2 separate regions of the Pan troglodytes genome follow, and region 2 is linked to region 1. The links are chromatin contacts, called in public capture Hi-C maps. All regions are on one chromosome and are shown on one strand. The core of a region is the stretch at or near the end of the contact, and the rest is flanking DNA. Distances in the headings are between cores, read along the strand shown.

What was found. Capture Hi-C pulls out chosen DNA fragments and counts their contacts.
Region 2: a capture Hi-C map of stem cell-derived neural stem cells shows a contact between it and region 1, with 7 times the contacts expected there. The contact joins two enhancer-like sites. A contact is called at or near these places in 1 of 7 Hi-C or Micro-C datasets (stem cell-derived neural progenitor cells) and 1 of 1 other capture datasets (stem cell-derived neural stem cells).

The regions. Positions count from the first base shown.
Region 1 is chr20:59,668,095-59,676,025 of NHGRI_mPanTro3-v2.0_pri, reverse strand. All of the region lies in intron 3 of LOC104003467 (olfactory receptor 1L4-like), which reads right to left. Among named protein-coding and RNA genes, the nearest start is that of ZNF835, 56 kb to the right of the region's middle. Within about 2 kb of position 3,170, at least 8 of the 24 cell types and tissues checked have an H3K27ac peak or open chromatin away from gene starts, as enhancers often do. A contact at or near this core is called in stem cell-derived neural stem cells, where this site is marked.
Region 2 is chr20:60,040,889-60,048,819 of NHGRI_mPanTro3-v2.0_pri, reverse strand. No RefSeq gene overlaps it. Among named protein-coding and RNA genes, the nearest start is that of USP29, 18 kb to the left of the region's middle. Within about 2 kb of position 3,514, at least 3 of the 24 cell types and tissues checked have an H3K27ac peak or open chromatin away from gene starts, as enhancers often do. A contact at or near this core is called in stem cell-derived neural stem cells, where this site is marked.

The DNA of each region.
Region 1 (7,931 bases), core at 1,921-4,420:
AGGCTGGAGTGCAGTGGTGCAATCTCGGCTCACTGCAACCTCTGCCTTCTGGGTTCAAGCGATTATTCTGCCTCAGCCTCCCAAGTAGCTGGAGCTACAGGTGTGCACCACCACGCCCGGCTAATTTTTGTATTTTTAGTAGAGATGGGGTTTCACCATGTTGGCCAGGCTGGTCACGATCTCCTGACTTTGTTGTCCGCCCACCTCGAAAGTGCTGGGATTACAGGCGTGAGCCACCGCGCCTGGCCGACTGTTTTCTTCTATGAAAATATTTTTAGCATGCTGTTTTGGCTTTTGTTTGTTTGTTTTTGAGACAGGGTCTCACTCTTGTCATTAAGGCTGGAATGCAGTGGTGTGATCATGACTCCCTGCAGTCTTGACCTCCTGGGCTGATAGGATCCTCCCATCTCAGCTTCCTGAGTGGGAGCTGGAATCACAGATCCTTGCCACCACGCACAGTGAACTTTTAAAACTTTTGTAGGGATCTAGTCTCGCTATATTGCTCAGGCTGGTCTCAAACTCCTGAGCTCAAGTGATCCTCCCACCTCAGCCTCCCAAAGTGCTGGGATTACAGGCATACACCACCAGGCCTAGCCTTTGCTTTTTAAGTGCCAGCAGTGTCAGTTAGGTTGCCACTAGATCTTGCTTAAGACTGATGGGAAATAGGGAACCCTTTTATTGTTGCCATAGCAATGACCCCAAACATAACGGAAAAGTTGGTTACATTATCTATTTCAAATTTTAGTCATTGTATTCTCAATTTCCTTTTTCTTTTTGAGACAGAGTTTCACTCTTCTTGCCCAGGCTGGAGTGCAGTGGCGCAATCTGCACTGCAACCTCTGCCTCCTGGGTTCAAGTGATTCTCCAGCCTCAGCCTCCCGAGTAGCTGGGATTACAGGCACCCGCCGCCACACCTGGATAATTTTTGTATTTTTAGTAGAGGCGGTGTTTCACCATGTTGGCCAGGCTGGTCTTGAGCTCCTGACCCCAGGTGATCCACTAGCCTTAGCCTTCCGCAGTGCTGGGATTACAGGTGTGAGCCACCATGCCCGGGTATATACCCAGTAATGGGATTGCTGGGTCAAATGGTAGTTCTGTTCGAAGTTCTTTGAGAAATCTCTAAACTGCTCTCCACAGTGACTGAACTAATTGACATTCCTGCCAACAGTGTGTAAGTGTTTCCATTTCTCCACAGCATCACCAGCGATTACTGTTTTTTGACTTTTTATTAATAGCCATTCTTATTCGTGTGAGATGATGTCTCATTGTGGTTTTGACTTGCATTACTCTGATGATTAGCGAGTATAAGCATTTTTTCATATATTTGTTGGCTGCTTATATATCATCTTTTCAGAAGCGTCTGTTCATATCTTTTGCCAATTTTTAATGGGGTTATTTGGTTTTTCCTTGTTTGGTTGTTTAAGTTCCTTACAGATTTTTTTGACATTAGACCTTTTTCAGATGCAGTTTGTGAATATTTTCTCCCATTCTGTAGGTTGCCTGTTTACTCTGTTGAAAGTTTTTTTCTTGCGCAGAAGCTCTTTAGTTTAATTAGGTCCCACTTGTCAATTTTTGTTTTTGTTGCAATAGCTTTTGAGAATTTAGTCATAAATTATTTCCCAAGGCCCAAGTTCAGAATGGTGTTTTCTAGATTTTCTTCTAGGATTTGTATAGCTTGAGGTGTTACGTTTAAATCTTTATTCCACCTTGAGTTAATTTTTGTATATGGTGAAATGTAGGGGGCCAGTTTTATTCTTCTGCATATGGCTAGCCAGTGATCCCAGCACAATTTATTGAATAGAGAGTCCTTTTGGATTGCTTTTTTCGGTCAACTTTGTCAAAGATTAGATGGCTGTAGGTGAGTAGCTTTATTTCTGGGTTCTCTGTTCTGTTTCATTGGTCTACGTGTGTTTTTGTACCAGTACCCTGCTGTTTTGGCGACTGTAGTCTTACAGTTTGAAGTTGGGTAATGTGATACCTCCAACTTTGTTCTTGCTGCTTCAGATTGTTTTTTCCAATTACGTGAAGAATTACATTGGTCATTTGATAGGAATAACGTTGAATCTCTAGTTTACTTTGTGTGGTATAGCCATTTTAATGATATTGATTCTTCCAATCCTTGCGCATGGAATGATTTTCCCTCCATTTGTGTCATCGACAGAATCCCAATACTCTTAAATATTATTGAGAAATCTCCGAAGAATGTTTCTTTCTACAGTTTATATCTCCTATATTAGTCATATTATAAATAAAAGCAGAGAAATTGTTCAATTTTAAACTCAAAAACAGCAACAAATCTATTATATGTTAAAAGAACCCACATTTTATGAACAACATTAATATTTTTCAAATAAAATCTTAGTAAAGGTAAAGGTGGTATTGTTTTACATTTTTGCAAATCCCTTTAATTTCCTCCTAAATAGAAGAGAGAGAGATTTCCTCAATCTACTCATAGAATTATATCATGCAGAGAAAATGAGAAGGAAAAAAGTCAAATAAAATATTAATGTTCTGGTTGGGCATAGTGGCTCACACCTGTAATGCCAGCACTTTGGGAGGCCAAAGAGGGCAGATCGCTTGAGCTCAGGAGTTCGAGACCAGCCTGGGCAATGTAGCAAGACCTCTACTAAAAATAAAAAATACTAAAAATTAAAAAATTAAAAACCAGGTGGGCATGGAGGTGTGTGCCTATAGTCCCAGCTACTCAGGAAGCTGAAGTGGGAGCATCACTTGAGCCTAGGAGATCGCGGTTGCAGTAAGCTGTGATGGCACCACTGCATTCCTGCCTGGGCAACAGAGTAAGACCCTGTCTCAAAAAAATCAATAAAATAAAATAAAATTAATGTTTTTAGAAAAATAGTTTGAAGTTGTGGAACCCTTACAAAGATCTTGATTTACTACATTTGGAAATTACTGGCCTAAGAGATACACAAATAATGAACAAGAAATTACAAATGGAGACCATCAGAGTGTACAAATGAGAGGTTATTAATTCACGAAACTGTGAAATATCCACATCACTTTTTAAATTCTGTGCAGCTGCATTTGGCTGGGGCAGAACAGCCCCTCCCCCCACTGCCAGTTGTCACTCAGTTTCCATGGTGACTCATGTCCAAAGACACTGAGCGTTGCTTGGCAACCAGACCAGCTCCTCCATTCTCTCCCCCTGCAATGAAGACCTACTGCCTTCCTGCTCTTCTATCCTCATACCTGCAATTGTCTGCAGAGGAACCCTGGATACATTAAAATTGAGGGAAGAACAGCAACATTCCGCATCCGATGCCACGGAAACTACCAGCTCCAATGGTTCTCAGATTCTGCATTTGGTCTCTCTACATTTCCTGGGCTGACACAATGTCTCTGTGAAGCTGAGGTGTCAGTGCTTGCTGTGAAGAAAAGCAATCCCCCAGTGAAAATCAGTGAGAATGAGGAGTGAGGGTGGCATGGCCCCATCTGATTCGAAAGTTCGAGAAATTGCACGGTGCCCAGTAGACACACAATCCCATTATTCAATAATTGTAATTATCGAAAAATCGAAAAAATAGATTTTGAGAGAAAGAAGGAACCACCACACATTATTAACATGGCTATTATCCATAAAACAGAATATAACAAGTGTTGGCAGGCTATGGAAAAATAAGAAGGCTTCCGCCCTGTTGTTGGGAATATGATGTGGTACAGGGGTTTTGGAAGTGAGATGGTTTCCGTTAAATTCATAATAAAGTTACCAGATGATCCACCTGTGTCCTCATCTGGGTATATACCCCCAAAAATTGAAAACAGTGTTTTAAAGAGATATTTGTACTCTCGTGTTTATAGCAGCTTTATTCATAATAGTCAAAAGTAGAGAAACTGAAGTGTCCATCAAGGGAGGAGTGGATAATGGGTAAACAAACTGTGGTTTTTCACTTCGGGAGGCTGAGGGGGGTGGATCACCTGAGGTCAGGAGTTCGAGACCAGCCTGGCCAACACGGTGAAACCCCGTCTCTACTAAAAATACAAAAACTAGCCAGGCATGATGGCGGGCGCCTGTAATCCCAGCTACTCGGGAGGCTGAGGCAGGAGAATCGTTTGAACCCGGGAGGCGGAGGCTGCAGTGAGCCGAGTTCGTGCCACTGAGCGATCTCGAGGTTGCAGTGAGCTGAGAATGTGCCGCTGAATGATCATGCCACACCGAGGTCGTGCCTGGGCGACAAGAGCAGGACTGTCAAAAAAAAAAAAAAAAACTGTGGTTTTTGCATGCGATGGAATATTACTGAGCCTTACAAAGAAATAAAACCCTGGCACATGCTACAACACGGAAGAACTTTAGGGCACGATGCCAAGGGGAATAAGCCAGTCCCAAAGCGACAACTCTCTATGATTCCACTTCCATAAGGTACCCAAACTAGTCTAATTTATAAAGACAGAAAGTACAATGGCGGTTCCCAGGGGCGAAGAGAGAAGGAACGGAGAGTTAGTGTTTCATGAGTACAGAATTCCGGTTTTGCAATATGAAAACTACTCTGGGTATGGAAGGTGGTGATGTTTGTGAATAATGTGAATGCAATTAATGACACTGAATTACACACTTAAAAATGATTAAAATATAAATATTGAATTATGTAATAATTTAACCCATTTTTATTTAAAAATTTAAAACAAACTTGAAAGTCTTTGCTTATAAATTAATATTAGCAAAATATGGAGTATATGGTAAATTTTATATCCTGTGTAGTTTGCCAGATTTTTAACTAGGAATGCCTATTTACTTTCCAGTGCTTCCACAGTGCCATCTAGCTGTGGCAAAGGGGCTTGATAGCATTTGATAAAATCATACGCATTGCCTCAAATGAGAAGAGAAAAAAATGAGACCCTAAAAATTGCTGTGTCACTTTCTTGTTTGTTCTTTGAAAAGAATTTGTGCCCCAAATTTTATTAATGAGCACATGGCCGCGGAAGGCTGTAGGACTTTGGATTGATCTGCAATGGTGTAAGCTCCTGATGGGCTGGTTCTTCCTGCTCACTGCACAGAAAAAAGCAATTCACCGAGACACCAGCCACGGTGGCTCATGCCTGTAATCCCAGCGCTTTGGGAGGCTGAGGCAGGCAGATCACCTGAGGTCAGGAGTTTGAGAGCAGGTGACCAATGTGGTGAAACCCCATCTCTACTAAAAATACAAACTTAGCCAGGCATGGTGGTGGATGCCTCTAATCCCATCTATTCAAGAGGCTGAGGCAGGAGAATCGCTTGAACCCGGAGGCGGAGGTTGCAGTGAGCCGAAATCGCACCATTGCACTTCAGCCTCAGCGACAAAGCAAGACTCCATCTCAAAAACAAAAACGAAAACGAAAAAACAAAACAAACAAGCAAAAAACAATTCACTGAGGCCAGGACACTGCAACAAAGAGTTTATTGATATGAGGCTGGCCACGCAGCGTGGGAGACAGTTATTACTCAGATCAATCTTCTTGAAAATTCAAAGGTTAGGGTTTTTCAAGGCTAGTTTGGTGGGCCAGGGACTTCACTTCTGGGTGGGGCTAAAGGACCAGTTGGTGGGTTGACAGATTCGAATGGAGCCATTGGCCATCGGAAATGCAAAAACCTGAAAGGACATTTCAAAAGGCCAATCTTAGGTTCTACAAGAGCGATGTTATCTGCAGAGGTAATTATGGAAGTGGCAAATCTTGTGACCTCCAGACTCCTGGTTACCATTTAGGTCTACACCTGAGCAGAATTCAGGCTCCTCATCCTCCTAACCTGGTGACCTTTCTTTAGCTTTACAAAGGCAGTTTCAGTTTTGGGGGGGAAGGGCTACTATCACTTAAATTATGAATTAAAACATCTCCCCAGATTAACCTGGCCTAAACTCAGCACTGATCTAGGCACTTTGGAGGTTAAAGGCAAGATGGGGATCGGTTAGATCAGATCTCTTTCACTGCCATAATTTTTGCTGTTGTAATTTTTGCAAAGACAGTTTCAGTGGTATGGCTCTGGTGAGATTCTTCAGCTCTGGCGTGGGCATAACTGTAGAGAGAGTGCAGGCTGGATTTCAAATTCTGATCAGCTCTATGGACAGGAATCTAACTGCAGGGGAAAATACACACAACCATCCCCAGCAGCCTTGGCTGTGAGCAAGTTCCTAGGAGTGTCCATGTTTTACAGAAAGCACTGGGCTCAGAGATGGGAGGTCTCCAGGCTGCCTGTTCCTGAGCCCACACCCCCATCACCTGCTCCTCCAGCCTGTCTCGGGACATCCAAGGAGAGGGGTCTGGCACCTCCTAGAGAAGGGTTTCCAGGGCTTCTGTGTTGTTCCACCCTCAGGCTTGGGCTAGCCCTCGTGCCCCCTAGGAGATAGTTGGCAGTGTCTGAAGGAGTTTTTAGTCATCACAGGAGTGGAGAGCTGCTGAGAATCCAGGAATGCCCCTGAGCAACCCACACTGCCTAGCACAACCCTCCCTGCCACAACAAAGAATATCCTACCAAATTTTCAGTGTTACCCTGGAAGAGAATACATGATACAGATGATCCTCCCAACATGTTTGACCATCACCATATTGACCTCTCCTCCAAGGCTTTTGTTCAATCTCCCTAAGCCACCCGCTCCTACCTGCCTTGTCATTATCAATAACCAATATCGCTCAATCCCCTCATTTCCAGCATCCCATTCCCATCTCCAACATCACGTCCTACCTAACAGATGATTTATCAATAACCAAGATCGCTCAATCCCCTCATTTCCAGCATCCCATTCCCATCTCTAACATCACATCCTACCTAACAGATGATTTATCAATAACCAAGATCACTCAATCCCCTCATTTCCAGTATCTCATTCCCATCTCCAACATCACATCCTGCCTAACAGATGACTTATCAATAACCAAGATCACTCAATCCCCTCACTTCCAGAATCCCATTCCCATCTCTAACATCACATCCTGCCTAACAGATGACTTATCAATAACCAAGATCACTCAATCCCCTCACTTCCAGAATCCCATTCCCATCTCTAACATCACATCCTGCCTAACAGATGACTTATCAATAACCAAGATCACTCAATCCACTCATTTCCAGCATCCCATTCCCATCTCCAACATCACATCCTACCTAACAGATGACTTATCAATAACCAAGATCACTCAATCCACTCATTTCCAGCATCCCATTCCCATCTCCAACATCACATCCTACCTAACAGATGACTTATCAATAACCAAGATCATTCATTCCCCTCATTTCCAGTATCTCATTCCCATCTCCAACATCACATCCTGCCTAACAGATGACTTATCAATAACCAAGATCACTCAATCCCCTCATTTCCAGTATCTCATTCCCATCTCCAACATCACATCCTACCTAACAGATGACTTATCAATAACCAAGATCACTCAATCCCCTCATTTCCAGTATCTCATTCCCATCTCTAACATCACATCCTGCCTAACAGATGACTTATCAATAACCAAGATCACTCAATCCCCTCATTTCCAGTATCCCATTCCCATTTCCAACATCACATCCTGCCTAACAGATGACTTATCAATAACCAAGATCACTCATTCCCCTCATTTCCAGCATCCCATTCCCATCTCCAACATCACATCCTACCTAACAGATGACTTATCCTCCTCTCCTGATACCAACATTCTTTTATCCTTTAAGGACCAATGCTCCATTGATTCCACCATTTTTATCAAAACTTCACTCCCACATCCAAGTCACCTTCTAGGGTCAATCTGTGAAATGGATTCTTTCTGCACACACTCCACTCTCATAGTCCGTTTCATGTGATTCTCTTGGAAAACCCCATCCCTGTTGGGCTCTGACTACCCTTGCCCTCCCCCTTACTCCTCACTCCTGGTGGCTAGAAAGGAACAGCTGCTACCCCATTGCTGTTCTCACCCTCACTTCATGGTGACTCACCTCCAAGGATTCTGAGCAC
Region 2 (7,931 bases), core at 2,265-4,764, 370 kb before region 1:
AAGGAGAGCCTGTGGCTAAGGTTAGAACCTGAGTTTAATAAAGCTAAAGGAGTCAGCATTACATGATGTCACAGTTGTAGAGACAGTGGGATTCAGTGTGGCCCTCCCATTCAAGGAAGCCAATTTATGGTAGAACATAGCATGTGGAGAGAAACACAAGTGAAAATGCTTAGAAAGAGAGGCAGCCTCGTGTAGCAGTTAACACCCTAGAATCTAGGTTCAGGCTTCCTGAGCCTAAATCCTGGCTCTGCCTCACACAGCTGTGTCTCCATGGACTTCACCTTTCGTACTCACTTTTCTCACCTTTGAAATGGGATAATAGCAGCGCCTTCATCATAGATGCTCTGTGAGGATGAAATAAGTTAATGCACGCAAAGTACCTAGAAGGGTGGGTAAATATTTTCTCTAAATGCCCCCAGGAAAGGGCCAGAATAGCAATTTTTTTTTGTTGTTTTTTAGACGGAGTCTCGCTCTGTTGCCCAGACTGGAGTGCAGTGGTGTGATCTCGGCTCACTGCAACCTCCACCTCCCAGGTTCAAGTGATTCTCTTGCCTCAGCCTCCTGAGTAGCTGGGATTATAGGCACCTGCCAGCACGCCCAGCTAATTTTTTTTTTTTTTGTATTTTTAGTAGAGACAGGGTTTCAGCATGTTGGCTGGGCTGGTCTCGAACCCCTGACCTCGGGTGATCCGCCCACCTTGGCCTCCCAAAGTGCTGGGATTACAGGTGTGAGCCACCGCGCCTGGCCCAGAACAGCAAGTATTTGAGGCTTTGCAGGCCACACGGTCTACTTAACTCTGCTGATGTAACACAAAGCTGCCACCAGGCGATGTCAATGAAGGCGTGACCATGGGCCAACACAGCTTTGTTTATGGAAGCCAAGATTTGAATTTCATATAATTTGCACATATCATGAAATATAATTTTCTTTTCTTTGTTTCTCTTTTTTTTCTGTTCTCTTTCTCTCTCTTTTTTCTTTTCTCTCTTTTTTGAATAAAGAAAGGGTCTTGTTCTGTCACCCAGGCTGGAGTGCAGTGGTGCAACCGTAGCTCACTGAAGCCTTGATCTCCTGGGCTTAAATGACCCTCTCACCTCAGCTTCCTGAGTAGCTGGGGCCATAGGTAAGTGCCACCACACCCAGTTAATTTTTTAACTTTCTTTTTTTTTTAAGACATAGTTTTGCTCTTGTTGCCCGGGCTGGAGTGCAATGGCGCCATCTTGGCTCACTGCAACCTCTGCCTCCCGAGTTCAAGCTATTCTCCTGCCTCAGCCTCCTGAAAGTAGCTGGGATTATAGGCATTCACCACCACGCCCAGCTAACTTTTGTATTTTTAGTAGAGATGGGGTTTCATCATGTTGGCCAGGCTGGTCTTGAACTCCTGACCTCAGGTGATCCACCCACCCCGGCCTCCCAAAGTGCTGGGATTACACGCATAAGCCACCGCGCCCGGCCAATTTTTTAACTTTTTGTAGAGATGTGGGGGGTCTCACTATGTTGCCTAGGCTGGTCTTGAACTCCTGGGCTCAAACGATTCTCCTGCCTCGACCTCCCAAAGAGTTAGGATTACAGGTGTGAGCCACTGTGCCTGGCCTGATTTATTTTCAACAATTTGAACATATAAAATCCATGCTTAACCTGAGGGCCATACAGAAGCAAGCGCTAGTCCGTATTTGATTCTGCCAAACGCTGCTCTAACTCTGCAGCTGGCTTTCAGTAAGACACATGGAAGTGTTAGATAAAGAGAAAAAAAAAAAAAAACAGAAAAGTTCTGCCAGGGAACCCAAGACACTAAATTCCCCTGTTGACTGGGGCGAGGGACTTTAAGCTGTTCCCTTTACACCACAGGCTCCAAAAGGGAGTATTCTGAAGCTTGGACACACTTATCCACAGACTCATTTGATTTGGTCAGCATGGTCTTTAGGAAGGAATAAATACATGACCTTCTTAAACATAAAATTTGGAAGATTTCACTTAAAGGAATCCAGATTTCTGGGTTTTGTGACCCATGTTCCTATGCGGCAGCCACAGGTTGGAGCAGAAGAGCAGGGAGCCCCTTTATTTATTTATTTATTTTTATTTTATTAATTTTTTATTTTTTTGAGACGGAATCTCGCTCTGTCGCCCAGGCTGGAGTGCAGTGGGGCGATCTTGGCTCACCGCAACCTCCGCCTCCCAGGTTCAAGCGACTCTCCAGCCTCAGCCTCCAGAGTAGCTGGGATTACAGGCATGAACCACTACGCCCGGCTACTTTTTGTATTTTTAGTAGAAACGGGGTTTCACCATGTTGGCCAGGATGGTCTTGAACTCCTGACCTCAGGTGATCCACCCGCCTCGGCCTCCCAAAGTGCTGGGATGGCAGGTGTGAGCCACTGTGCCCGGCCAGGGAGCCCCTTTAGATGGGATGGGGAGGGTCCTCCGATCAGGGCTGCCCACTCACTCCCCCTCCCTCTGCTTCCCTTCCCTCTTCCATCTCCCTCCCCCATCCCCCCCATCCTTCATCCACCTACCTGAGGTGCCCGACCCTGGTAGACAAGGAAGATATTAAAAATGTTTAACAAGGGTGGGGCAGTAGCCAATCCTGATGAAGCCCTGACCAATGATACACGAGCCCCAGCTGGGAGCTATTGGTACCATCTGTAGCTCCTGTGGACATTGACATTTAAATTGATTTAACCTTTTTTTTATTTTTTATTTTTTGAGACGAAGGCTCACTCTGCCACCCAGGCTGGAGATCTCGGCTCACTGCAACCTCTGCTTCCCAGGTTCAAGCGATTCTCCTGCCTCAGCCTCCCAAGTAGCTGGGGTTACAGGCGCACACCACCATGCCCGGCAAATTTTTGTATTTTTAGTAGAGATGGTGTTTCACCATGTTGGCCAGGCTGGTCTTGAACTCCTGACCTCAAGTGATACACCCTCCTTCGACTTCCCAAAGTGCTGGGATTACGGTCCTGAGCCACCGCGCCCGGCCAGACTTATAATTTGAAAAAGGAAAAACCAGGGGCACCCCACCGCCTGGGGATCAAGGGGAGCCCAGCATAGGGAGGGAGAGGGAGCCAGGGTTATAACGTCCACATTCATACAACCTCAGCCTTGACCCCTACGTGCGGATCATGGCGGTAGCGACCCGGCAGGAAACACAGCGAGCGAGCTGATTTGTGATCATGGTCGGTGCTCCGAAGAACAGACAACGAGGCGTGGAGCGCGTGCCGGGTGCGATCCTGGAAGGCTCCTCAGAGGAGGTGACATCTCGCTGGGCCTGGCGGCCCTGACGTCCAGCGGCGATGGCGGTCCATGGCCACCAGGTGGCGCCGCGAGAACGTGGCTGAAGCAGCTAGGCCGCGTTCCTGCGATCTGACTGTGCAGAGAGCTGTGGCTCCAGGTTTATCTCAAAGCATTTTTCTCAGCAGATGAACTTAGGGAGGGAGGCAGGAGAGCAAATTCCCCTCGCTGCCCATGTGTCAGTTTTATTTTACCTTAACGGTAGTCAGTGCTGCAGCAGCCGAGAGCCCGGGCCCCCAAATTTGGGTTTACAGGCTGGCTCCAACCCAAACCAGCGTGTGTCCCTGCCATGAGGCGTTTTATGTATTTATTATGTATTTGTTTTTCTATTGAGACAGGGTCTCACTCTGTGGCTCAGGCTGGAGTACAGTGGCGCTGTCTTGGCTCACTGCAGCCTCCCCAGCTTGAGCAATCCTCCTGCCTCAGCCTCCCGAGTAGCTGGGACTACAGGCCGGCACCACCACACCCAGCTAATTTTCGTATTTTTTGTAGAGAAGGGTTTTTGCCATGATGCCCAGGCTGGTCTTGAACTCCTGGGCTCAAGTGATCTGCTCACCTCTGCCTCCCAAAATGCTGGGATTATAGATAGGCATGAGCCACCACACTTGGCAATTATTTATTTATTTATTTATTTACGGTTTTTTAGAGTCAGGGTCTCACTCGTTGCCGAGTCTGGAGTGCAGTGGCAAAATCTCAGCTCACTGCAACCTCTGCCTCTTGGGTTCAAGCAATTATCATGCCTCAGTCTCCTGAGTAGCTGTGACTACAGGTGCTCACCACCACGCCTGGCTAATTTTTGTATTTTTTAGTAGAGATGGGGTTTCACCATGTTGGCCAGGCTGGTCTCGAACTCCTGACCTCAAGTGATCCACCTGCCTCAGCCTCCAAAAGTGCTGGGATTACAGGTGTGAGCCACCGTGCCTGGCCAGTTCACTAATATTGAGATAAATCATACTCGTGTAAGACGCTACTAACAGGGGAAGCTGGGTGCAGGAACAAGGAAAACTTTCTACTCTCTTTGCAACTTTTCGCCAAATCTAAGTCGATTCTAAAATAAAAGTTGATTCTTTTTTATTGTTTATCTGAAATCCATATTTAACCAGGCAATTTGTATTTTTATTTATTAAATTGGGCAACCCCAGTGCACAGCTAAGGGAGACAGGTGGATTCTCTAACCCAGACACACGTTTTTGAGCCGTCAGCGTCTGTGATCCAAGCCGGGAGCCGGCATGAGATCCCGAGTGAGGGAGAGTGATGGAGACCGTGGCGTCTGGAGCCGGAGATGCAGGGAGGCGAGCGAGAGCTGTCCGAGCAGTGGCTGAGGGTGTTCACTGCTGGCCGACTTAGTCTCTCCACACCTCAGTACTCTTCTCTGTAAAATGGACACTAGAATCACGCCTGCCTCACGGGCTTTTGGGAAATGCGATGCCTTTGATGGAGTATTTATTGCTGCATCAGGTGCACAGAACGCAGACAGAGTTAACTTACTCCCGAGTTCATCCCATCCAATTTCTTCATGGACGTGTGTCCACAGATACACATACAGACATGTGCCCAGGGAGACATAAGTAGAATATATGATGCAAATTTATGTTCATAATTATAATTTAATGTTCAAATATATTCATACATGTATATAAAGTATAGATACACAGTTAATTCTGTATTTAAATATATCTTGGTATAATTTTATCAATATGGCTTTTTTTTTTTTTGAGACAGCGTCTCACTCTGTCATCCAGGCTGGAGTGCAGTGGTGCGATCACGGCTCACTGCAACCTCCACCTCGCGGGCTCAAGCGATCCTCTCACCTCAGCCCCCTGAGTAGATAAGATGAGACTACAGGTGTGTGCCACCACGCCTGGCTAATTTTTGTATTTTTTGTAGAGATGGGATCTTGCTATGGTTCCCAGGCTGGTCTCAAACTCCTGGGCTGAAGCGATCCAACCTCCTGAGCCTCCCAAAGTGCTGGGATTACAGGCATGAGCCACCAAGCCCAGTACATCTTTATATATAATGTATTTAATTTTTTTATGTTTAATATATGTTACATAATATATAATTTATAAATGTGTAATATATAAATTAAATTTATAAATTATACATTTATAAATTTAATTTATATAATTATAATACATCTCTAAATTTTTAAAGAAGAGAGTACAAATTAGGTAATGTGGAATGTTTTGTTCCTTTATTGACTATGTCAGGAAATATGATTTCACAATAATTCCACTGAGCCCTTATTGTGTGCCAGACACTACGCTAAAAACTTGTAAAGACACAAAACCTGCAGATTATAAAATTAAATGTTGTCAGCTCTCAAAATTTGAATGAAAATTGTGGAGGACCGAATCCAGGAATAATCTGTGAAACAGATGGCTATTCAGAGAAATGTGATTTTAAACAGACGTCTCTGCAACACTGTCCACATTGTTTAGTGTCTAAGAGAAAAATCTTCCCATCCTTAATTACATGCTGATGTATATAATTCTTGGAATTCCTCCTGGCCTTTAGCTCGGTGGAAAATTCCGTTGCGGACTTGAGAGCTGAGGTTTCATCTGGCCGCTGGAGAGATGGTAAACATCCCAGCTGCTCTTTCTCCTTGAGCACAAGTTCTCTGTACTTTTATTCTTTTCACGTCGCCTCTCACCAGTTCCTCTCCTGTTCCCTCTCCTTTCCCAGTGCCCCCATCACATACCCTGCAGATGGTTACAGGAACCACCTCCATTTCTCTCTCTTGCCTTTAAGGCTGGCCTTTCTCAGCAAATGCTGTCAAGGTCCATCTAGTTCTGAAGACAAAAACCTATGAGGAACTCCTCACGTACTCCCCTCTCTGCAAGTCCCGTGGAGTCAACTTTATCTTCCCCTGTTGCCTACATATTTCTCAAAAATATGGTGCACGTATTTGTATTTATCTGCCCTAGACCAGATCACTGTTAACTTAGGCCTCTGTAATCAGTCAGAGTTCTCCAGAGAAACAGAACCAATAGGTTATCTCTCTCTCTCTCAGAGAGACAGGACTCAAAAATATGGTCTACATACTTATCTCTCTTTCTGAATAGGTTTTCTGTCTTTATTAATGGTGACTGGAGAGACAGAGAGACAGAGAGAGAGAGAGAGCCTCTCCAAGGATGTTGGTCTCCCTTGGAGAAGGAAATGTACATGTCTCTATATCTCTATATCTATAGAAAGATAATTATCCATCTATCCATCTATCAACATTTATTTTAAGAAATTGGCTCCTGTGATTGTGGGGCTGGTAAGTCCAACATCTGTAGAGCAGGCTGGCAGGCTAGAAGTTCAATCAGGATTTCTATGTGACTACAGCCTTCAGGCAGAATTTCTTTCTTTCCAGGAAACCACAGTTTTTGCTCTTTCAACCTTCAGCTGACTGAATGAGGACCACCACATTGTGGAGGGCACACTCTCTTACTTGATTTACTTGATTTAAGTGATTGTAAATGTGAATCTCATCTGAAAAATACCTTCCCAGTGACACCGAGGCTGGTGTTTGACAAAAGAACAGGACACTCTGGTGGACACCTGAAGTCAAGCTTCACAGCCTGGGGCACTGCAGAGACTCCGATCCACCTCCTTCCACCCTGGAAAACCTCAGCAGGGCTTCCACCCTTGGGATACATCCCCCTGGTCTTCCCTAAAAGGACGTGATTTATTTATTTTAGATGGAGTCTTGCTCTGTTGCCCAGGCTGGAGTGCAGTGGTGCAATCTCAGCTCACTGCAACCTCCACCTCCTGGGTTCAAGCGATTCTCCTGCCTCAGCCTCCTGAGTAGCTGGGATTACAGATGCCCACCACCTGGCCAATTTTGTATTTTTAGTAGAGATGGGGTTTCCCCATGTTACCCAGGCTGGTCTCAAACTCCTGACCTCAGGTGATCCACCCGCCTCGGCCTCCCAAAGTGCTGGGATTACAGGTGTGAGCCACCGTACCCAGCCCCTAAAAGTACATGAGAGCAGGGGTCAGCAAACTCTTGCCCACTGGCCAAGTCCGATGGCCACATGATGTCGTAAATACCGCGTTATGGGCACACGTCCACACCATTTGATTACATCGTGTCTGTGGCTGCTTTTGGCCTACGGCGGCAGAGGTAAGTAGTTGCAACAAAGACCTTAAATGTTTACTTTGTCACCCTGTACAAGATAAGCTTGCCACTCCTGGTGCAGATTGGTGGTTCTTAAGGGAAATGTTACTTCCTCTGTGGGGCGATTCTGAAAACAGTGGAGGCATCTTTGATTGCCACACAGACTGGGGGGTGCCTGAAGCTCTCAGGATCCCTGGATGCGAGGGCTTTGTAACCCTGAAACAGTCTGTCCTGGCAGAGTGTCCTGAGTCCTCTGGAACTCGTCAGCCTCCTGCTAGACACGGGTGCAAGTGCAAACCCTGCTTCTAATCAGGTACATTATGTTATAATCAGCAATTCACTTTGCATGCACATATAAAGGATTCTTTGCCAACTTTAATACAAGCAGAATTTCTCAAAACTTTGATACTCCAATAGATCAGGAGGAGATATCTCTTTGTTTAGTTCAGGATTTTGGTAAGAGCAGTTCATATGGTAAAAATCACATCACGTGCGGCAAGGCTGCTGGTGGGTATTTGAGTCATCGACCTCATGCCTGTAGCAGATG